2 separate regions of the Zea mays genome follow, and region 1 is linked to region 2. The links are chromatin contacts, called in public Hi-C maps. All regions are on one chromosome and are shown on one strand. The core of a region is the stretch at or near the end of the contact, and the rest is flanking DNA. Distances in the headings are between cores, read along the strand shown.

What was found. A called contact is a pair of places that touch in the nucleus more often than the background predicts.
Region 1: a contact with region 2 is called in a Hi-C map of ear, with 2.2 times the contacts expected there. The contact joins the promoter of LOC100194158 here to the promoter of LOC100283264 in region 2. A contact is called at or near these places in 2 of 25 Hi-C or Micro-C datasets (ear and tassel).

Annotation. Positions count from the first base shown.
Region 1 is chr2:113,711,420-113,716,035 of Zm-B73-REFERENCE-NAM-5.0, forward strand. LOC100194158 reads right to left here and starts at 2,889. Exons shown (of 13, transcript NM_001359409.1): 1 at 2,681-2,889; 2 at 1,563-2,539; 3 at 1,340-1,478. The coding sequence starts at 2,531.
Region 2 is chr2:113,360,871-113,365,642 of Zm-B73-REFERENCE-NAM-5.0, forward strand. It overlaps LOC100283264 (cePP protein), which reads right to left and starts at 1,648. Exons shown (of 13, transcript NM_001412426.1): 1 at 1,415-1,648; 2 at 1,222-1,304; 3 at 523-580. The coding sequence starts at 1,540.

The DNA.
Region 1 (4,616 bases), core at 1,639-4,138, 350 kb after region 2:
TCATAAAGCAATTCATGGTAGAGTGTTTCAAGGGAATTATGTAGCCGTAGCACTGAATGAAGATTGTATGAACAAAGAGTTTTTGTACTTCAAGCCCTATTTCCATGAACAATGGTTAACTCTGACTAACAGACATACAATATAGTTCATAAGATCCACCCTTTCTTTTCTTATATATAATCATGAAGGACATAATAAAGGAAAATACCTCTTGTACAGAAGACACGTTATAACTACAGCATGCTTGATCTAGCTCCTTTGGTCTCAAAATACATCCTAAAATATATGATAGGTAATATGGAGTACTACCTCCATCCAGAAAAAGGATACAGACCTTAATTTTACTAGAAATCCTAAATGGTTTCCGCTTTTCTTTATCACTAGAAATTTTTCAATAGCATGTATTAATGCCCGACTGCTGTTACCATCTGAATAGTAGCAATTAAAAAGGCGATTACAAATATATTTTTTTTCAAAAAAAAAAGACAAGTACCCTATTCACTGCCACATGTTTCAGGTGAAAAAAGTGTCACTTCTTTGGCTATGGATGGTGCTTTTAAAAATAAGACACAACCTCTATAGCATGGACACTTGGCCAGAACATTTCACCTGCTAATTCTACACTACATTTTTTTGTGTAAACAGTCCTACATCATAATATTCCCTCTTAGCAAGTGCTACTCCCCATTGTAAAACAATAGGGTTCATCAGAGTAGGCAAAAGAACTAAGAAGGATGAAAGAGGAAGAGAGAAAGAAATAACCAAGCAACGCCTATTTAATCACATTGGAAACATGATAGAAAATTAATGATTATATGTAGGTCAGCAAGGAGGTAATAGGTGATCAAAAAGAAGGTAACATACAGGAATTATATTTTGAGAAGGCGGGGAAAACTATGTGAATCAAAGGCATGTATTAGTATGATATGCTAGAGTAATCACATCACATCAAGAACATAGAAAGAAGTTGAAAAAAAAAGTCCCTTAGTGGTTTCTGCATCCAAACTGTGTCATTCAAAGTAGTGAAAGCTATATATACCTAATATTAAAGAGACAAAATTCCTGCCATATTTTTTGGTCCAGCTCTAATCCCCTTCCGTGTTCTGGTTTTATATCTGCTAGATCGTATTTTCTGTGGCCCCATCAATTTCAGTCTAATCTTTATCTACCCCACAGTTGTACCACAGAAAAGGCATATATAGTTACTTCTTTTAGAAAATGATATGACAGCTGGTCAAAATCAATGGTAATCGGACATGACTAGTCATTAGTGTACCAGCATGGTCTTTTTCAGCCATTCACTGCTAGTTGAGATGAAGTTTGGGATAATTATGGTTACCGTCATTGAGCAACGCGCAAAGATTGCAGCGCCATTTCCTTCCAGCATCTGCAAATGTCGCATAAGGATTTATATACGTCCTGCATCTTCGACAGCGAATGACACCGGCAGACCCAAAGTTGATAACTGGGACTTCATCCTGAGTAATGGGAAAGAAACGTATCAAGAAAAGGGACCATTCACATGAAAACATAAACAAATAAATACCTTAATAGCTCATTACCCCATCAGGTGATTCTGCAAGTGGGTGCACCACAGCTCCAAGAGGCAAATGCCACCTGGAGACCAATGACTGAGATGCCGGAATCGCATGGGTTGTCAGACGGAAGTACCTCGGGTGGCAATTCAATGGGTATGCCTCCATAAGCTTAACTGGTTCCTCGTCACCATCCAATGGCCTTGGCAGCCCTTTTACATCAACACCAGGGTCAAGTGACCCAGGCGTAGAGCTCAGTGACAGTGACTGGAAGTCCTCCACTAAGCTCTGAAGTGTGCCTCCGACTGGAGGCCCGGCACTTGGATAAGCTGCCTGATTACCAAATGTGGTAGCTGGTCCCATTGGAGGAGGTGGCATATTCTGCATTGGTTGTTGAAATGCTGGCCTTGACATTGAGTATTGAGGGTTCGCAGGTGGTGCACCAGGGTAATACCCTTGTGACTGTAGTGGCGGTGGCGGCCTCGCATATGTTGGTGGTGCAGGCAAAGCGCCTCCCGTGGGAGATTGTGGCTGCGCAAGGGATGACGGTGGAGGGCGAAAAGGTGCTGGTGTAGCAGCAAAAGGGCCCGTAGGCGGTGGTCCAGCAGCGAAGGGGCCCTGAGACGGTGGAGGGGAAGTAAAGGGACTCTGGGACGGTGGAGCGGAGGCAAAGGAGCCCTGAGACGGTGGCGCGGAGGTGAAAGAGCCCTGAGGCGGTGGCGCGGAAGCAAAAGGGCCGTGGGGCAGTGTGCCCGCACCGTAGGGGCCCTGCGACGGCGGTGGACCCCTGAACCCACCCCCCATTGCGGCGGGTGGTGCAGCCCCGAAAGCAGGCGCCGCAGCACCAGACTGAGGAGGCGGCACTCCCTGCCGCGGCGGCGGAGCGAACGGGCCACCGGCGGCAAACGGTGGAGGCGGGACAGCGGCGCCCGGCACGAAGGCTGAAACAGGGCGGCCGGGCGGCGTCCTCCTCTCGCTCCCCATCGGCGGCTGCATCGTGGAACCTGCGCAGTCGGGCGGCAGCGGAAGCGACATGAGAAATGAACTTTCTGACAGTCTGTGCGCGTGATCCGCGTGTTTCCCGATCGGATCCTTCCGCTGCGGCCGGATCTGGCGGAGCGGTGAGGTTCGGGGAGAGGACGTACCGGGATCGAAGGGTAGAGGCGGCGCTCCGGCGGGGGCGCCGAGGGGGTGGGGGCAGGCTCAGGGGCAGCAGCCGGATGCGGAGGAGGGAGAAGGAAGACGCGACGCGAAGCGAGGGTAAAAACGAACAAAAGAGAAGCAGACGTCTGCCGGCTTGGCTTCCTCCGTCGCTGTCGCTCAGCACAGTCAAATTTGTAAAACCGTTTTGTATCAAAAACATTAAGACCGAATGTACTATAGTTAATAGTGGCTAAAATCTAGAGACAATCAAACACCCTATCAAATAATTCAGCTATTAATTATTTTTAGTAAATTAATTAATAATAAGCTAGCTATTTGTTAGGTGGATAATTTCACTAGCAAATTTTTAGTCAAGTAACTATTAAATCTAGTACATTAAAACACTCCCTAAATTCGAGTATGTGGATTTTGTCGTTTATTGATGAGAGCATCTCTAACCAGATGACTTAAAATAATGCCTTAAAATTAAAATACTACACTATTTAAAATATTTAAGGCACTAAAACCAAATTGTGATCCATAATTGAGCCCTAAATCATGTATTTTTGGAAGTGAATCACATTATTAGGAAAAAATTTGAGAATGATGTAGAAAATAAAGATAGTGCATTAGTGTAGGAGGTAGTATGTTTGGGTCACTTGATGGAGTGTCCTATATTTTTGACAAAAAAATGTATAAAATAGTGTATTGTTGGAGTTGTTTTTTATGAGTTGAGTTCTATATCTCAACTTTGTGAACAGTACAAAACAATGATTTTGATTAAACTATGGATATATTGCTGCATATGGTCTTAAGGGCAGCTGAGCTAGCCAACTAATAAATGAATGCTTTGAGGTTTTTATTTATCTATATATTTTTCCTTGCTACACATTTCATAGAATAATAGGAAGAGCTCACCATCAAAATTGCAAACTAAGAGTTCACCATAAAAAATGCAAACTACTAACTCTGCATATAGTCAGTTGGTTCATGATCATGAATTTCAAATATAGTAAAATTCCTCCATTCTTCGCCCTTGTATCCAAATGACATTTTGTGATCCTCTTAGGCCGTCTCTAATAGGTTACCTATATGAGCGTGCAAAAACACTGTTTTGCTCTGTAAATTGTACTATTTATCAAATATAGTTTAAATATAACGATGGAGATGAATAAGCTACAGGAAATAGTCTTACATGACGCATTGCGTGCTAGAAATATTAGGCATTGGAAGATGGCTAGTTGAGGGTATCAATGATAAAGACGAAGTGGTAAGCGGAGTCAAGAACAAATATTTGTATAATCCACTGTCAATGGTTTACAACAGCTGCTACAAACTGAAACTAAACAGCCTGAAAAAAAATCATACATCATTAGTTAGAACTCTAATTTTGCCTCAACACAACAACCCCACAAAAGATTCATATCCCACCCGTGTGTCTTGAGCGCATCACCGAGGTTTGAAGGATGTGTCTCCACAATAATTTGGGGCATCTCCAGATGTTCTACTCTCTCCCGGCTCTTTAGACGCTGCTAGAGCCTCTGCATGCAAAGGGCTTTCCTTAGCCTTCTCGCCATGCCCTGGTTCTAAATCTTTTCCAGAGCCATCTGATGGTAAGCAACCGAGTTGCACATATCTGAAGCCATTCTTTCATTCTTTGGCATCCAACATTGCCACATTAAGATCAGTGTACTATGTGTTTCAACTTCAGGTCCATGTTTAGGATGAGATTGATAACCTGAGTCCCTGAATATGCACCTCACTAAGACTGCAAGGATTGTTCGATCATTTTTTGCATTTGAAAACAAGATCATTTTTTGCATTTGAAAACAAAAGGTGGCCACCGTCCTCGTTAAAACGATTTCAGACAGGGCATGCAGTTTCTGTTGGATCTTTTATGGGCTTGGCCCATTTATTAAATAAACTCTATGGTGTGTA
Region 2 (4,772 bases), core at 398-2,897:
ACAAATGTTTAGGACACAATAAAATAAATAAGGGAAGAAGAGAATAAAAAGCATCTAAATTGTGAAGCGAATATAGTTCGTAAATGGGCATGATAGAATAATTATATACCAAAACAGAAGAAGGCGCTACACATTGCTTCAAATGGATTAACTAGATACAAAATACTATAGACAATACATCCTTTTCTGTTTAGTAAATGAAAATAAAAGAAATACATGAAAATTAAAGTACAAAAATGGAATATTAAGATAAATATAAAGCATAGCATATTACTTTATGATTCACTATCTCAACCTCCTACCGAACTATAATAAAAGAAACATTAGTCATAACCTGCTAGATTTATTGATCAAGTCAACAGTTCATCCCAAATATATAAACAAGACAAATTTCCTTAGCATACAGGTGATGAACTGTCAATAACTAAAAGAATAGCATGCACTTTAATTCTATAAAGAATAATAGGTGCAATAACCTCTCTGCAGTCAATACACATGTTTCAGGCCAATAGGACGAAGTACCTCAGATTGGTGTGTAGTAAGAAAGAACCCGACAGTAGGTGCAAACTCATTCCCATGCCTAAAAGTGTTCAGATTTTGGACAAATTGTCAGCGCACTATATCATTCTCTAATAAATGAAGGCATGGCATTACAGATAGGGATCATTAGAACACATTGCAAATGGAAGTAAACCAAATGGAGCACTCACACACATTGAACCACTATATCACACAGCGCCAAACAGTTTTAAGAATTTTACAAGGCTAGATGAAAGCAATCAAGAGAAGAGGAAAGCAGCAGCAAACTGCTGCTTATCTAACACTACTCTATACACATGTTGTTGCGGTCCATGATTGCAGGAAGTGTTCGATTAGCATTCTGAGATTTTGTGTCATATACAGCAAAGGCACTTCCAAAGTAGAAGACTGTGACCACTCGATGTCCATGGTAAGAGTAGCATTACAGTAACTTATTCATGACAATTAAAAAGAAACTCAAACTCTAAGCAAGCTGTTGGCTTAATTCTGTAAAACACATCTAACTGACAAACTAGAACAATGGATATGTTGCACAACTGGCAGTAACTGATTCAAAAAACTGAACGGAATCATGTACTGAAAATTAGCTGGCATTCTATCATCTAAATTATTTCCCAATAGTTATAGTTGAAATGTTGCAAGAATCGGAACTTGAAGCTAGCGGATAGCCGAATACGATACCTGTTTGGGGAGCAGTAGTAGACGAAATGGGCTCCCGGTGGCACCATCTTCATCCCTTTGAACTTGGGTCCAACAGAGAACATCTGTTGAAGAACAAGAAGCAGGCAGAGATGAAAAGCCGTCACATTATTTGACGCACGCACCAAAACAGCTCGCTACGAAACCGGGTCGTTGGCGGCCAAATCCCACTGACCTGGGTATCGATTCCGAAGAGGGTGCGCTGGGGGACATCGAGGAGGAGGAGGGTGGCACCCTTCCGCACCAGCTCTGTTGCTACCTCCGGGTCCATCCGCGCCGCAGCACCGCCGCCGCTCGCCATGGCACTATGGCAGTAGCGCGCTCGTGCCGTCGTGCGAGAGCGCGAGTGTTCTGGAACGGGACAAGACGTCTTCAACCACGTGAATTGCTAGAAGCCCATAGTCTTCTTGTGTTGTGCCCATCTGACCCGTGGACTGAAATAGAAAGTTTGAAAATGGGCTTGGCCCATTCGCCTATAAAGTTGGGGCCCATAACACCCCTATAGTGTGTTACGTCCTCCCATCATCTGAAGTTCGCTTTCCACCGTTTGAGCAACTCTTCTCTAAAATAAAGCTATCTAAGACCATCTCCAATAGTTAGACCATCTCCAATAGTTATGTAAACAAGTCCCTAAATATAAATTTAACAAGTTTTCAAGAAAAACTCTACTCCAACAGTTACGTAAATTAGTTCCCTAAATTTACAAACTTTCTACGAAACCCAATTTTATCCCTACATTTACCAACCTTGTTGGGACTCACTAAATCTAAAAAACATACTTTTGCCACTGTTTTGCACTGTCCCATTGTCCTGTTAACCATAAATTCATCTCCAGCGCCCAGATATCTTGATGCCGCCACTGCTAGACAACCTCTTATGCCGAGACATCGTCAGAGCACATCCTGTGATGTCTTCACGGCATCATCGTGACCGTCTGGTCTTTCATTCATAACTTCGACCTCTCAAGACATCAGGGAAAGTTGTGATATTGATTTCTGCCGACAACTCAATTAAAAATAGAAGCATGCTCGCTTATTTTTTTGTTGACGTGGACTACTTTAAAAATTAGCAACCGATAAATAAGGAACTGCTGGAGCACATGCATTTTTCTACTCCTTAAAATGTTTTAGCAACTTCTTAAATTTATAATTTAGGGTGCTAAATTTATATAACTATTGGAGATGCTCTAACATTTTGTTTAGTAAGTTGCCAAATAGCTATTAGAAGAAAAAATTGGTCTCCAACAATTCTTAATATTTAGAGAGTAATTTAATTTTAAATCTAGTTTTGGTGGGTTCATTTACCAGAGTTATGTGCCCTAGTTAGAAATGGCAATGAATCGGGTTTAGGATTTAGGGTTTAGGGTTTTAGAGTTCATTGGAGAGTTACCTGCACACGACCACACGTGCGGAACATGTCCAAAATCATCCGCGACCACACCCGCGGGTAAAATCCCACACCCGCACCAGCCAGGTTTAGTGTAGGTTTTGGGTCCCTGTCGGGTTTCACAATTTTTATTCCACATTTTTCACAAGTGCACTCACCAGCGTGTGCCATTGAAGGAGGCAATGAACCGACAAGATTTTAAAAATCAGATTTAGAAGTGATCAACCAAACTGCACAGCAAACTGCAAATACGCTGTAATTTGCAAAGGAGCTGCAGGCTGCAACTGCAAAATTTAGAAGTGATCAACCAAACTGCACAGCAAACTGCAAATACGCTGTAATTTGCAAAGGAGCTACAGGCTGCAACTGCAAGGATCTGTGAGACTACCGGTGGGGTGCAGCATTAGCCTGGACGCTGGTATTGGCAGGTTGCGATTGCCAGTGGGGTGCGACGGGCGGCGGTGGATAGTGAGGGCGAGTGGCGGCGGGGCGGAGCCCAGGCTCCACGGCAGAATCAGTTAAATAGCCGGCTAATAGCGGCTATTTAGCCGGCTATAGACTTTCAGGAGGTCTGGAGCTAAGAGATGCACCATTTAGCGTTAACCAAAATTAGCCACTAATAGCCTTATTTAGCTCGCTAAATACACAACATTAGCTCGATTTAGCTGTTAAACACACAATCTTTTTTTACTGTTCGAACCTTTGAAACATTGAGCCCCAAAAACAAAATGTGGGCAGACCCTTTAACTTAATGTTTGTAGGTAGTGGTTAAATGTCTTTTACATGTGTCGTTAAACGTTGAATTTGCATGTATGTTGATTTATTATTGAACATTTGAACTACTAGTTTGAATTGTAAGGTTCAAATATTAAACATTTAATTTATCTATAAAGTTATGTCATGTTTTTAAAAAACCCGCTAAATGGATTAGCTTGCAGCTATAGCCTTTATAGCTTATCCAAAAGCTCGCCGCTAAGGCCCTTAGCCGGACATTTAAAACAGTGCGACAGATCCACACAGAGAAGTAGCAGTAAGAGAAGCGTCAAGCAGCAGAAAGATGGTGGCCGGTGGGGACGAGTGGTGGCAGTCTGCGAGAGCAGGATGCGCTGGCGTAGGGGGTGTGGGGGCGTGGGGTAGGTCGTAGGCGGCGCGTAGGGTTTGGACTTGGGGGATGGGGACTTGCGCTTGAGTCTTTGTACCTCACACCACTTCTTGTAGGCTTCGACAACTGCTCCCCTCCCCCCCTCTCTCTCTCTCATGCACAGGAAGGGTGACGCCAAGCCCACGCACCGAACGCCCGCGCACCGTCAAGCCCCTGTACAACGCGCCCGCGCCACCACAGGCTTGCCTGCAAACCTGTCGTCGCGCGCTCACCTGTAAACCCACCATCGAGGCCTAGCGTCGTCGCACGCTCGCCTATCCACCTGCCATCGAGCCTCTACGTCATCGAGCCCCCACGTCGTTGCACGCTCGTCTGCCCGCCCACCATCGAGTCCTCCTGTGCCCCTACTCGCTCGCTGCTCCTGCCTTCGTCCTGCTCGCTCGTTGTTGCACGCATGCCCAAGCACGACCCAGTGGTGCCACGCCCCTGATTGCCTTCACCTATCCTCTGCATCACCGCAACCATGCTACTGATCCCACGTCGTTGTCGCTTACACACGCTAGGTTTTTTTTCTTTTTCCTAGTGTGGCGAACGCTGACGTAATGGACTCCTTCGCCACGGGCAAGGATCCCATAGTGTCTCCCTCGGCAGAGATTTTGGCATCCAGGTTAGTCTAGGCCATCCAAGTCCAGCCTTCAAGAAGATTATCCATTTAGGTTTCTAGGGCTCAGTTAGATCGATCGATGCGTAGATCATACATCTTCTTTTATGGACTCGGTTAAGTTTGTTGTCTATTAAGGTCGCTGCTTAGAATTTAGGGCATTTTTGCTCGAACATTGTTGTTTGGAAGTCAACATTTGCCTCAGGTTGACATGAATGATGCCCACCATGTGTTCGTTGAAATCCCTTCATGGTAATAAGTTTTGATTCTCAATGATTTTTAGTGGATTTGATGTGGATTCCATTGTTTCCATCCGTTTGTGCCTGAATTGGAGTGACAACATTGTGCTTTCAACTTTTTTCATGAATAATCAATCTTGTGTTA